Regions from separate parts of the Mus musculus genome. Here region 1 is linked to region 2. Evidence: chromatin contacts called from public Hi-C data. All regions are on one chromosome and are shown on one strand. Each heading gives the region's core, a stretch centred on a gene start, on an enhancer-like site or on the middle of the called end of the contact. The rest is flanking DNA. Distances are from core to core; before and after follow the strand shown. Region 1 holds the start of Gsg1l (GSG1-like). Region 2 overlaps D430042O09Rik (RIKEN cDNA D430042O09 gene).

Region 1 (6,289 bases), core at 945-3,444, 290 kb before region 2:
TGACCCTGGGTCCCATCCAACCCTGGGTTTCATTGCCTAGAGCAAGCAAGCAAACAGAAACAACCCAGAGCTTTCTTGGCCTTTGGATGATCCTGCCTGAACCCCTGGTGTCACTTACCTACCCCTAGCTGATCAGCAGCCATCTTTATTCACTTAGCAGCTGGAGTGGGTCTTCTCCAGATCATTGGACTCTGCCCAGACCCTCTGCAGGCCCCACATGACTCAGACCTCTGTGATCTGTCCTCTGCTGTTCCCTTGCTGTCCCTTGTTCAGGCTGTGCTCCCTCCCTCCAACCCCCAACCCGCCAGGGTGTCAGGTTTTTGCATTGGCCATTGGTTCCCCTGCTAGGAACTTTCTTTCCCTGGCAGAGAGCCTCCTGGTGTCTCCCGGCTTTGCTCCAATGCACCTTCCTATGACACCTTCCTCCAAGCTCCGCCCACATCTACCCCTCCCTGCCCTTCACCCCTGCACAGGCAGCCTGTGCTGGTCTTATTAATGTCACTCATGTTCTCTCTTCTTTCCTGAGCTGAGCATACAGTGGCTGCTCAGTGAGCAGGTGGTTGGGTACCCCTGACAGGATATCACAGCGGGTCTCTGCTTCCTCTGGGTGTTACTTAAGAAGAGTAGTCCCTGAGACTTTTCCTCTGGGCTCTCCTTGCTTTGAACTCCTCCCCGCTTCCCGCCCCAGAACAGGGTTCCCAGCTTGAAAGAAACGTGCCTTGCCACATGAATACTAACTGAGTCTCAAGGCCAAGGAAGTGTCACGTCAGTGCACACCCCAGGGCTGCATTTAAACGTGGACAGGCTCAGATGATACATATTGCATGCCTGTTGAGGGCAGCAGATTCCTTGTGGTCGTTCATTCACATTAACCAATACTCGAATGCACCATTGCAATCCAGAAGTTCTCCTGAAAATAGTTAGAAACTCCTTGTTTGGGGCCAGAAAGAAGCTCTGATAAGCAAGTGCAGGGCTCCCCTGGCTGTCCTCACACCAGCATTGCTTTAGTCTCTCCTGCCCCCAGGCAGAGTGGCAGCAGCTGGCAGTGAGTGGGGCTCACCCACAGGAGTAAGGCAATTCGTAATCTGTTAACCTTGAATTCTGCAAAGCCTGCCACTCGGCAAGCTGGGGGTGGCTGGAGTCATTCTTGGCTTGGGCAGAATTCAAATTAGCTCCTGCAATCAATGTGCAATTAATGGTTGCACACCCTGGGCATCCAGGCACTGTGCCCCATGCAGTGGGAAGAGTGAAGGGTGTAGCTTCATCTTAGAGCAGAGGTGGGGTTGGGGGTGCTCACAGATGAGCAATCCTAGTTTGAGAAAGAGATGCTAAAAAGGTCTGAGTTTCGTCAACTCCTTGGCCCAGATATTCCTAATAGTGTCAGCATTTACTGAGTGCCTACTGTGTGCCAGATGCCTTCCCCACCTCTGGCTCTGGAACACATTCTTTCCTTTTTATAGATACAGAAATCGAGGGTCAGAGAGAGCAAGTGTCTTGTTCAAAGTCACACAGCTGGTCGAGTCCTGGATTTAACTGACTGCAAAGTCAGGATGGTTAACCAACCCTGCCCGGCCAGTCTTAAGCATTCAGCATTCGCAGACCTGCAGGACACCACCTTTTGGCGACCACGACTTGCTGTTCTTTTTGTGGCCTCTTGAGTCATGTTCTGGGTCTCTGGTGTGGATAGCCTGGGTGGAGAAGCCCTGTTTGTCACATCCTATGCTCGCTTCCTTGTGCAGGCTGCCTCTTTGCAAGCTCTCTGCCCTCCTGTGTGGTGACAGAGAGCCTGTGGATAGGAATTGGTCTCAGATAGCAAGGGTGAGCAGGGACAAGCCTTTCAAACGCTGAGGCTCTGCATCCCCATCCCTTCCTAAGCTCCAGATGGGTCTTGCAGCCTTTGCAGAGGCCCCTGACAGTCTAAAGACCCACAGAAGCTGCCTTGTCACTTATCTGGCAGGGCTGTGTGGGTCTGGGTGAGAGGTCTTCTCCTGCCTTGAGTGAGGCTCCTTTGGGAGCGTCTTGCCTGGGATCTCTCACTTGTCCCTCTCCACTCCCGCGCGGATCTGTCCCCCGCCCGCGCCCAGCGTGGCGCGCCCCCTCTCCGCGCGCGGGCGGGCGCTGAACAGTGTCGCCGGCCGCCTGCAGGTGTCTCCCCACGGAGGGGCGCGCGTCCCTGCGCCGTGGCCGCTGCCAGGCGCCCGCGGCTGCTCGCCGAAGCGCACTCGCGCTCCGGGCTCCGGGCGCGCTGGTCGGCTCCACTCTGCGGCCCCAGTCGCCCCGCGTCCTCGTCGCCCCGCGTCCCCGCCGTGGGCCATGGGCCTGCGCCGCGAACACCGTCGCCGACCGCAGGCACCTGAGCCCCGGGGCGGGCGCTGACGCGGGCACCGCTGCCAACTTCGCGCGGAGCTGCGGGCGGCGCGGGCGGCATGAAGACGAGCCGCCGCGGCCGAGCGCTCCTGGCCGTGGCCTTGAACCTGCTGGCGCTGCTCTTCGCCACCACCGCCTTCCTCACCACGTACTGGTGCCAGGGCACGCAACGGGTGCCCAAGCCTGGCTGCGGCCAGGGCGGCGGCGCCAACTGCCCCAACTCGGGCGCCAACGCCACGGCCAACAGCACAGCCGCCCCCGTCGCCGCGAGCCCGGCCGGCGCGCCCTACAGCTGGGAGGCGGGCGACGAGCGCTTCCAGCTGCGCCGTTTCCACACTGGCATCTGGTACTCGTGTGAGGAAGAGCTCGGTGGCCCGGGTGAGTGCTGGCGCGGGGCTCCCCGGGGACGCGCGCCCGCTGGTCCCGGACCGGGGAGGTGGCGCGTCCCGGTCCCCCGCGCGCGCACCCTGGCTGCGAGTTCCAGTGCGTGCGGTCCCTCTTCGGCCTGAAGTCATTTCCCCGTGTACCCCTCCTTGCTCCCATCCGCCCGTCTCAGCTCGGGAGGTGATAGTGGGGGCCGGGGACCTTTGCTGTAGGCAACCCTTCCCACCGCAGATCTCCGGGGCCAGGAACCCAACGGTTCTGCTACTCTCAAGCTGCGCTAAACGTCTACGATAGGGCTGGAGAAAGCAGGGGATAGAGGAGTCTGATGAGCACCCTTATGTCCTTCCACTAGCCGGGGTATCCTGGAGCCCTCCCAGGAGTGGATGCGGGAGTGGATGGTGTGGGAGGGAGGGAGAGAAGGGAGGCAGGCGGGAAAACAGGCAACTTAGGCACTGGAGCTGAGGGATCCTGGCTTAGCACAAGTCTCTTTCAGAACTGGGGAGGGGGCAGGCTTTTCAGAAAGTAGACCGACACTTCTGTCCCCTCACCCAGACATATGGGGCTGAAGTGAATACCCCCAAAAGATAGCAAGTCTGGAGCACTCAGGGGACCTCTGCCTGATAGGGGACTGTGCCATATGGTGGGTGGTACTGGCTATGGATTCAACCCACAGCTTTCGGGTAGTAAGCCACTGTTCTGGCAGGATCCCTTTGGAAGCGCCGTCTCCCCCTTTATGTAGCTGTATCTTCCTCACACTCAGCATAGTCTAAAAGCCTCCTGTCTAAAACTTCTTGCTTCCACAAGCCTGATCCTCCCACACCACAGCAGCCACGGAGCACGGTAGACATGTGCCCCCTCCAGGCTCAGGTCTCCATAGACCTTCATACACGACAGCCCAAAGAATGAGAAGGGATGACCATGGGTCCTCCTCCAACTGCAGGCAGCAGTTCCTGAGATCTGGGAGGCCCTGCCCTGGGGGACATGCCACCCTACAGTGCCTGGATGGGCCTTGTCCCTGGCAGCTTGAGGCAACCTGCCCTGCCTTTGTAGTGTGCCTGGGCTCTCATCGGAGCCTGCTGGCTGTCCCAAAAGCTGTCTGAAGGCGGCTGCCCATAAGCTCTGTAGCCATCCCTGGCTCCGTGCTTTGAGCAAGCATCCCAAGCTTTATGTCCAAGCTTGACTGCTATGTTTTTTTTTGTTTTTGTTTTTGTTTTTGTTTTTGTTTTTGTTTTTGTTTTTGTTTTTGTTTTAATGTTAACAGAAACGTGTTGAAAGCAATGTTAGAGAGCTTCAGTGCATTTTGAGCACCAGGCCAGGCTAAAGTTGTCACCTGTGGAATCTTGTTACATCCTAGCCTCTGGGCCAGGCAGCCACTTGTGGAAGACCCATTTTTCAGATTAGGCTCAGGGGAGTTTGATGAGGGAGCTTGGATTGTCTTCTTGGTGGCTGGAGAACAACCAGAGGACTGATGGAGAAGGGGACCCATGCAGTTTGGGGACCTGAGACAGGATCACTTATGGTCAATGTGAGACCTTCATCCCCCGGCCCCATTCGTCACGATGCTCCTGTGTGATCTGCTGGGTGGATAAAAACCAAGCGCTGCTTTCCCTGGTTTTCCTTGGCTACAGCTTGGTCCTCCCAGAAAATCACAATCGCCTTCCCCTGAGCTTGTCAAACAGTTGCGGATGAGAAATTTGGGAGGTCTAAGGCCATTTAGATGGGTTTCCCTCTCTGCTGTGCACAGCCCCCCAGATCTTGCCTTCACCACTGAGCTCCAAAGGGTGTCAGGATGTACCTGGCCTCAAACTTTTGTTGCCATGACAACCTGTCTTCTGGGTTCTGTGATGATTTTATTTTTTTTACTCCAAGAGGGAAAAACATCCCAACAAGGCCTGAACAAATCCTGCCCTATTCTCCCTTGCTGTTGCTGCTGCTGCTGCAGCCAGGGAAGGCCTAGGCCCCTGTCCGTGCAGCTGGGTCCACCCTGGTGGGACTCCAGCTTCGGGATCCACACTGGCTCACTGGATGATCAGCAGCCCCCTCCCCCCCACCCCCGCCCAGCTCCTCAGCATGGCTGCTCTTGCCTCTCTACCCCTGGGTACCTGTGAGGGGGCATCTCCTAAGGCCCCTTTCCCAGAGATGACACTCCAGCCTATCCTGACAGACACAGAGTCAACCAGCCCCACCCTAAAGAGCCTCCTCCTCCCTCTAAGAGGAGGCATGGCCATCCTTGTGCAGTCAGAGAACAGCAGCCCTAAACGGTCTCTAGTCCCTTCCTGCAAATTAGATCTCTTACTGGGTTTGATATTTAGAAGAACTGGGATGACTGCACTGGGGGGAGGGGGCAAGGTTCAGGCCTGGAGAGGGAACAAGGTCTTGGGTGCAAAGTGATGAAGTCGAGCTTATGCTGACCGTTGCTTGCTTACATGATGTGTGAGCCTTGGCCCTGTGTGAGTGTAGTCTAGGACAGGAGTGTATCAGGAAGCCCAAGGTTGTGGCATTATGAGCCTGCAAGACTGGCTGAGTGGCATTGGAGAGAGAGAAAGGGGTAGACCCTGGGAGAGGAGGAGGTGTGATCTGAGAGTGATGTAGGAGCTTGCAGGCAGCTCAGAAGTGGAAGCAGAGACCCTGGACCTGTAGGTTTATAGTCTGACTCTAGACTCGCTTTGCCCTGTGTGGGATGGTGGGTGGATGGATCGTCTTGCTACCATGAGACTTTGGCCAGAGCCTCTGCTTGCTACCCTGCAGATGGAGAGGAAAGCAGCCCACCCCACCCGAGGGGCTGGGGTTCAGTGACCTCATGGGGGCTGAGCCTCGCTTCTGCTACTCTGTCCTCAGCCACTGTATCTAGCCCAAGGACACCTCCCCCCTCTTAGATCCTTCCTGCAGTCCCTGTAGCCCAGAGCCACTGAAGCCTGGTGCCACTACCCTTCATCTCAGAATGCTGCTCTTGCTGACTCCAGGTCTTTACATTCCAGCCGTGCTGGCTTTTAACACCTCAGGCTCCCTCTGTCTCCAGGGCCTTTGCACAGGCTGTTCCGTTACCTGAGTGCTTTTCTCCCAGATCCACTCAAGACTGTTTTCCACGATTTCAGTCTGCTAAGGCACTCCCGACCACCTGAAAAAGACGGTCCCTAACTTATGTTCCCTGCATACACTCTTTCCCCCTAATTCTGACCATTGGTCTCACATCCACCTTTGTCAACAACACCTGTTTGCCGTGCGCCTTGTGAACTTGGGGGTAGATGCTTAAAATTCTTTTGGGATTTATTTGTTTTTATTTTATGTCTATGGTATTTTGTCTGCATGTATGCCTGTGCACCACAGGAGTGCCTAGTGCCTACAAAGGCCAGAAGAGGGTGTCAGGTCTCCTGGAACTGGAGTTATAGACAGTTGTGAGCCACCATGTGGTTGCTGAGACTTGAAACCCTGTCCTTGGGAAGAGCAGCTAGTGCTCTGCATCACTGGGCCACCTCTCCAGCCTCTGGAATGGACTCTTATCTATGCTGTCTGTCACTTTATATGGAGCCTGGAACGG
Region 2 (6,958 bases), core at 167-2,666:
CATAGCCCACCAGCAGGGAACATGATGGGGTAGTTCTCCTTTGCTAAGACAGCCATTCCATAAGAGATCCTCCACTGTCCAGTCTGCTCCTGGGTCACAAACTGTTCACAGTATATCACTTATGCTTTAACTTTAAGGGCCCACGCTTGTGTGCATGCGTGCGTGCGTGCGTGCGTGCGTGCGTGCATGCGTGGGTGCGTGTGTGTGTGTGTGTGTGTGTGTGTGTGTGTGTGTGTGTAAATACTGGAGCCAGAACTCAGGACCTTGCACATGGCAGGTAAGTGCTGCTCTACCACTGAGTTACAACCCAGCTCTTGATTTGAATCAGGGTCTCCCTAGTCATGTGCCCATGCTTACTGGGATGCTGTGCTGATGTCACAGCAGAAACAAGGAGACAAGACCTCTGCCCTTACCACAGCAAACAGTGTGCTATGTGAGTTGGCAGAAAAAAAGCTAAAGGCAATTAATTCCCAGGGCTCCCTGTCCGTTCATTATTTACTAAGTTGATGGATAATTTAAGAACTCAGGCTATATCATAGATTGGTGCCCAATCCAATTGTCATCAGAAAGACATCATCCAGCACCTGATGGGAGCAGAGACCCTCAGCCAAACACTAGGCAGAACCAAGAGAACCCCAGCAGAAGACAGGGAGGAAGGACTGTAGGAGCCAGAAGGGTTGAGGACACCATGAAAACAGCACACAGAATTAACTAAGCAGGGCTCGTAGGGGCTCACAGAGACTGTACTGACGATCATGGAGCCTGCATAGGTCTGTGCTAGGTCCTCTGCATGTATGTTATGGCTCTGTAGCTTAGTGTCCTTGTGGGACTCCTGTGTATGTTGAGGGTGTCTCTAACTCTTTTTCCTGCATTTGGAATCCTTTTCTCCCTATTGGCTTGCTTTATCCAGCCTTGAAATGAGGGTTTGTGCCTAGTCTTATTTGTTAATTTGTTGTGCCATGTTTAGTTGAAATCCCTGGGAGGAATGTCCTTTTTTGGGGGAGGGAGGGAATAAAAGAGGAGTGGATCTGGAGAGAGGGGAGGTGGAAGTGGGCTGGGAAAAGTGTAGAGAGGGGTGAACTGTAGTCAGGATGTAAAGCATGAGAATAATAATTTTTTTAAAAACTAGTATTTTTTATGGCAAAGAACATGAATTTCAATAATCCTTCTGTTTTAACCTGCTTTCTTTTCTTATGCAGTCAATGTAAATGTAAAGACCATATTGTATTTACAAGAGTGCACACATGCGCATACACACACACACACACACACACACACACACACACACACACCCTAGACTCTACATGGTTGTTCTTTTTCACTAAGAAAAAGACTCCATTTGCTCACAGGAGGTGAGTGACCTGGGGAAGCTGGGATGCTCATGTGATGGGAAACCATCTGCTCCAGAGACACAAGGGAACTGAGCTAAGCAGCTCTATCCCCTAGAAAGGAGCCCATTCAGACCTTCCTATCTGCGAGAGCAGGACCTGGGCTGCAGTGACAGCTTGGAAAGCCAATCTGCCTGCATTTCTAAGCGGTGCCCTGCTGTGGGATCCACGAGGGGCTTTCAAGCTGTCACCCAGAATTTTCTCTGGAAAAACTTACTTTACTCTTTGCTTTAAAACTTGGTTATACTCAATTTCAGTGCTCAGTGTTTCAAATGCTAACTTCAGAAACATTCTACCAAAGCCTTCCATGTGGGGGCCAAGGTACAGACATCCCAGGAACTGAGCTGATGACTGGGCACACAAGATGCCCTCCCCATGGGAGCTGGAATGCTTAAGGGATCGGACACTGCAGATAGAAGGTGTGGCTATAGAAACCACTCCTAAAATGTACCCAGGTCTTGATGTCCAGGAGTACAGCATCCTCTACAAGCCTCCTCTCTCTGCTGGGCTAGGAGCGAAAGCAGGTGACTATCAAATGCCAAGGTGACAGTAACAGTGACAACAACAGCATCCATGTCGTCGGTAACAACTACAGCAGTTTAACTGCCGAGTTGCTGCTGTATATCATGTTATATGTACATATCAATTCTCTGTGCACCTCGTTGTAGCCCTCTGGGGCAGTCGATGGCATCATTTTGGCTCAGTGGGATGAAAGGCAAGCCCAAGGTCACATAGCTGGTAATAGCAGAGCCAGTGTTCAGATAATAACTGGCTGGGTCCACAGCTAGGCTGTGTGCTGTGACCACAGGTACCAATACAGAGAGGCCGATCTCCTGAAGAACTGACGGCTTGTGCTGGATGACTGCCGTCACTGATCAGCAGGGGTCTGGTAACCTTTGACACAGCTGCCAGGAGCCAGTACATGTCTGTAGGATGTCTGGATGTGGAATGTCTCATACAAGGCTGTGATTTGAACCCTTAGTCCTCAGCTGATGGCACTCTGAGAATGGACAGAAACTCTGAGGGAAGCTTTGTAGGTTATAGCCTGGCCCTGGCTTCAGCGCTCTCTGCTCCCTAGTCTGCTTCCATGTGTACAGCCTGCCCTGCTGCATAAACCAAGCCTTTCCTCTGATGGAATGACACTTGTGGATCCATGAGTCTTTTTCTGAGGAAAGTCCCTAAGCTAGCACACGGTGAACATGAGTGGAGGGAGCTTACACCCTGGACTAGCCTTAGGGAGGAGAATGCAGCCAAGGTCACTCACGCCTCCCTCCTGGGCTCGAGGCTTTTTATCCTGCACTAGTTGATATGTTATACTTGTTCATTCATGTACTTAAGAAATATTTTGTGGGTCAGTAAGGTGGCACAGTGGGCAAAAGCAATTGCCACCAAGCTTGATGACCTGAGTTTGATTCCCAGAACTGACATGATAATTTGCACAAATTATCCTCTGACCTCCACAAGTATGCATGCATGAGTATACATACACATACAAACAAAAATAAATGTAATTTTTAAAATTAAGAAAAGGGGCAGAGAGATGGCTCAGGGGGCAGAGGTGTTCACACCAGCCTGATGACCAGATGGAAGGAAGAAGCCTGCGACTACAAGTTTTCCTTTCATCTCCACACATGGACACATCTGTATACTTAAATAAGCAAATGTAAAAAAAAATTAACTAAAAACTAGGTATTTTGGTGAAGATATCTGTCTCTCCTAAGCAGACAGAGATGATAAAGGCAAGGAAGAGAGTGATGAGCAGGAGAGACGAAGCTCCTGTTCTCATGGGGCTCCTGATAGGGCAACAAGGACAGCCATTGCTAAGACACCTCCCACAGCCCGGCAGCGGCTCTCGAGTCACACACTTAATAGGATATGACCTGTAGCCTAACTTTAGGGCCCACTCTTTGTGTGTGTGTATGTGTGTGCGGTGTATCTGTGTGTGTGTAGTTGTGGTATGTGTGTGGTGTATGTGTGTGCATGTGTGTGTGTATGTGGTTGTGGTGTGTGTGTATGTATGTGGTTGTGGTGTGTATGTGGTTGTGGTATGTGTGTATGTGGGGTGTGGGGTGTATGTGTGTGTATGCGTGTATGTAGTTGTGGTGTGTGTGTATGTGGTGTGTGTGTATGTGGTGTGTGTATGTGGTATGTGTGTGTGTGGTGTGTGTGTATGTGGTGTGTGTGTATGTGGTGTGTGTGTGTGTGTGTGTGTGTGTGTGTGTGTGTTTAAATGCTGAGGATGGAATCCAGGACCTGGTACACAGCAGGTAAGTGAACTACAGATTTAGCTCTTGGCTTTATGAATCAGGATCTCACTACGTTTCCCAAGTTATCTTTGGACTTATCATGTAGCACAGTCTGGCCTAGAATTTGTGATCCTCCTGCCTCTACCTCCTGCTTTCTGGGTTTACAGGAATGTCTCACCATGCCAAGGTATACTTTGCACATTTTAAAATTACTTTCTTCTACATCACTTTCCATAGAACTATGACTAAGAAAATTTTGAATTATACTATGTATGATTCAAATATTGTACAAGAGATGAAAAGCAGGCTCAATAAAGTGCTTATCATGCAAACATGTTTGGATCCCAGAATTTACATAAAAGTTGGGCAGATGAGATTGCTAACTATAATCCCAGCATTTGGGAAGAAGAGACAGGGGACTAAGATAGCTAGCTAGACTAGGCAGAATCAATAAGCTCTGGGCTTAGAGAGAGACTCTCAATGAGCAAAGTGGAGAACGACCAAGGAAAACATCTGCTGACAACTTTGGGCCTATACACAAACACACACAAACCTACACATATGTATGTACATACACACACACACACACACAGAGATATATGCACACACATGTGAACATGCATACACATATGTACATTAATAACACACATATATACTCATGCATGCACACATATGCACATATACCTACACACATGAGCGGCCACATATGTAAACATGCATACATACATATACATATGTAACATACACAAGCAAAAAAAAACCTCAAATAAATATTACACAACCTTGTTAGTTTTCTGGTGTATTTTGCCACCCCTGGATTTTCATTGATGAATTTATCTTCCATGCTAGATGTACTTAGTCCACCACTAAAGGTAAGCCAATGTGTCTTAGAAAGCATGGTGGCAGAGGTGAGAGACCAGCAGCTCAGAGAGCATGTGGTAAGAGGTCTGTTGGACCTGACCTAACCTGGAGCCCCAGACAATCCTCTCAACATCACCATCCCAGCATCTATGCCAGAGCCTGTGCAGAGCAGGGGCTAGCCAGAAGACTCAGAGACAGGAAACAGAATAGGGCTGGATAGAGACCAAATGAGACTGCTGCCGAGGAATGGCTGGGGATTTCTGAGAAATACAGAACACATTCCTGGAGAACTGGAGGCACAGGGAGCCACAAGCCGAACTCAGCAGAAGGCTGCTGTGCGCACTTGTGTATGCATATACCCGAGTCAACCAGGATCTAGCAAGAGGAAGCCTTCCTGCAGGCTGCCATAGTTGCTTTAGTGGGGCATGGGAAGCTAACGTGTGGGCTTTAGGGCAGGATAGCAGAGCACACACCAAAAAGAAATCTTCCGAAGGTCGACAGGGAGTTAACTCTTTGGAGGAGAAGCCAAGGTTCCCCACCTTACAGGAGCGTAGTAGTCACACTCGGGCCCTGCCCCCCTCCCCTGGTAGCAGGAGGCAACAAACAGCACAGGAAGAAGCAAGGACGACCAAGAAGAGACAGCTGCTCTGGTGACTCAGCCCTTTAAAAGATAGGCAACAAACTTTGATTCATTTAATTACAGAAAGAACTAATACCCAGGAAAAGAGAGTTTGACAGGAGAGGTGGAAGCCAACTGTAGAGGCTGGGAGACTGTCATCCCAGAGACACGTACAGGGAGTTCATCCATGAAAAAGAAACAGCCAGCAATCTTACAACTTTTAATTTCATCATTAACATTTCTAGAAAGATAAATTAAGTCGGGAAGAGCACCAAAGGGTGACTAATTAGGTATGCTAGAAATCATGCCAAGTGACTTTATAGGAAAGCACCACACAAAATCCACTGGATGGCGAGGTCTAGACAACATTGTCCAAATCAAGCTCCAGAGGATAAACACCCAGAGAGCAGGCTCAGCTGTTCTGGTTTTCTTCGTTTTTAAATGTTTATGTGCACCAGGGTTTCCTTGCATGTATGTCTGCACACCACATGTATGCAGTGCCCATGGAAGCCAGAAGAACATATCCGATCCCCTGGGTCTGAAGTTACAAATAGTTATGAGCCACCATGTGGTTACTAGGAATGGGACCCAAGTCCTCTGCAAGGGCAGCCAGTGCTCTTAAACACTGAGCCATCTCCCCAGCCTTCTCACCTACCCTTGGTGGGACAAAGACACTGGCGCTGATGTATTCATATAAGTGTAAGATACACTTCACGCAGAGTCATCCTGACATCATCACACACAAAAGGACAAGGATCTAAGCAAATAATGCAAAGCTAAAGAGATGTAAGGGGAAACAGACCATTTGTGAGAATCAGCCTGACTAACAGCAGAGACCTATGGCGGGAATCGCTTGGTGAGCATCACTTACCTCTGAGCCAGAGCATGGGGTGGGCCGATTTGCCAGGCTGCCTGGCCGATGAGCCTTAGATTCTGCCTCTGCAGTGCTGGGAACGACACTGAGCTTTGCACAGGGTTTTCAGAAGCAGGCTCAGAGCTTACTTTTTTTTTTAATTTAAGTTTTTTTTTTTTTTTTTTTTTTTTTTTTTTTTTTTTTACTAATTCACTTTACATCCCACTCATTGCCCTTCTCTCATTCACCCCCTCCCACAACCCTTCCCCCCATCCCTCATCCCCTCCCCTTCTCCTCTGAGAGGGTGACCCCCGGGGTCAGGGTGGGGGGAAATCCCCTCACCCTGCTACTTCAAGCCTCTGTAAAGCTAGGCACTTCCTCTCTCACTGGGGTCAGACAAGGCAGCCCAGCTAGAAGAACATACCCTACAGACAGGCAATAGCTTTAGGGATGGCGACCCCTGCAGTTGTTCAGAATCCACGTGAAGACCAAGCTAAACATCTGCTACATTTGTGTGGGGAGGCCTAGGTTGAGCCAGTGTATGTTCTTTGGTTGTTGGTTCAGACTCTGAGAGCCCCAAGGGTCTAGGTTAGTTGACTGTTGGTCTTCCTGTAGAGTTCCTATCCTCTTCAGGGACCACAATCCTTTCTCCTATTCTTCCATAAGAGTCTCCAAGCTCCATCCACTGTTTGGCTGTGGGTGTCTGTATCTGTCTGAGTCAGCTGCTGGGTGGAGCCTCACAGAGGACAACATGCAGAGCTCACATTTTTAATAGCACTCTTGGGATTCTGATGTGGGCAGTTGAAGACCAGATTTAGCAAGTTAAATGATACTATTGCCAATCTGTAGTAATCATTTTCTGCTGCTGTGATAAAGCACTACGGCCAAGGCAGCTTATAGAAGAAAAAGTTTATTCAGGTTACAGCCAGAAGAACAAAAAAGAGTTTATTACTACTATGGCAGGGAAGCCTGTAGCCAACAGCAAAACAGC

Evidence for each region. Hi-C and Micro-C count contacts between places; a contact is called where the count stands out from the background.
Region 1: a Hi-C map of cerebellar granule neurons shows a contact between it and region 2, with 1.6 times the contacts expected there. The contact joins the promoter of Gsg1l here to the enhancer-like site in region 2. A contact is called at or near these places in 21 of 39 promoter capture datasets (the 3T3-L1 cell line, 3T3-L1-derived adipocytes, the C10 cell line and 13 more), 5 of 15 datasets of contacts at CTCF or cohesin (the G1E-ER4 cell line, embryonic stem cells, large pre-B cells and 2 more), 39 of 484 Hi-C or Micro-C datasets (B cells, the G1E-ER4 cell line, the HL-1 cell line and 9 more), 18 of 115 datasets of contacts at active chromatin or transcription factors (bone marrow-derived macrophages, craniofacial prominence, embryonic basal ganglia and 10 more) and 2 of 9 other capture datasets (embryonic stem cells and pancreatic islet).

Annotation. Positions count from the first base shown.
Region 1 is chr7:126,078,316-126,084,604 of GRCm38.p6, reverse strand. It overlaps Gsg1l (GSG1-like), which reads left to right and starts at 2,194. Exons shown (of 7, transcript NM_001101488.1): 1 at 2,194-2,745. The coding sequence starts at 2,427.
Region 2 is chr7:125,785,394-125,792,351 of GRCm38.p6, reverse strand. All of the region lies in intron 6 of D430042O09Rik (RIKEN cDNA D430042O09 gene), which reads right to left. Among named protein-coding and RNA genes, the nearest start is that of D430042O09Rik, 81 kb to the right of the region's middle. Within about 2 kb of position 1,416, at least 5 of the 459 cell types and tissues checked have an H3K27ac peak or open chromatin away from gene starts, as enhancers often do. A contact at or near this core is called in cerebellar granule neurons, where this site is marked.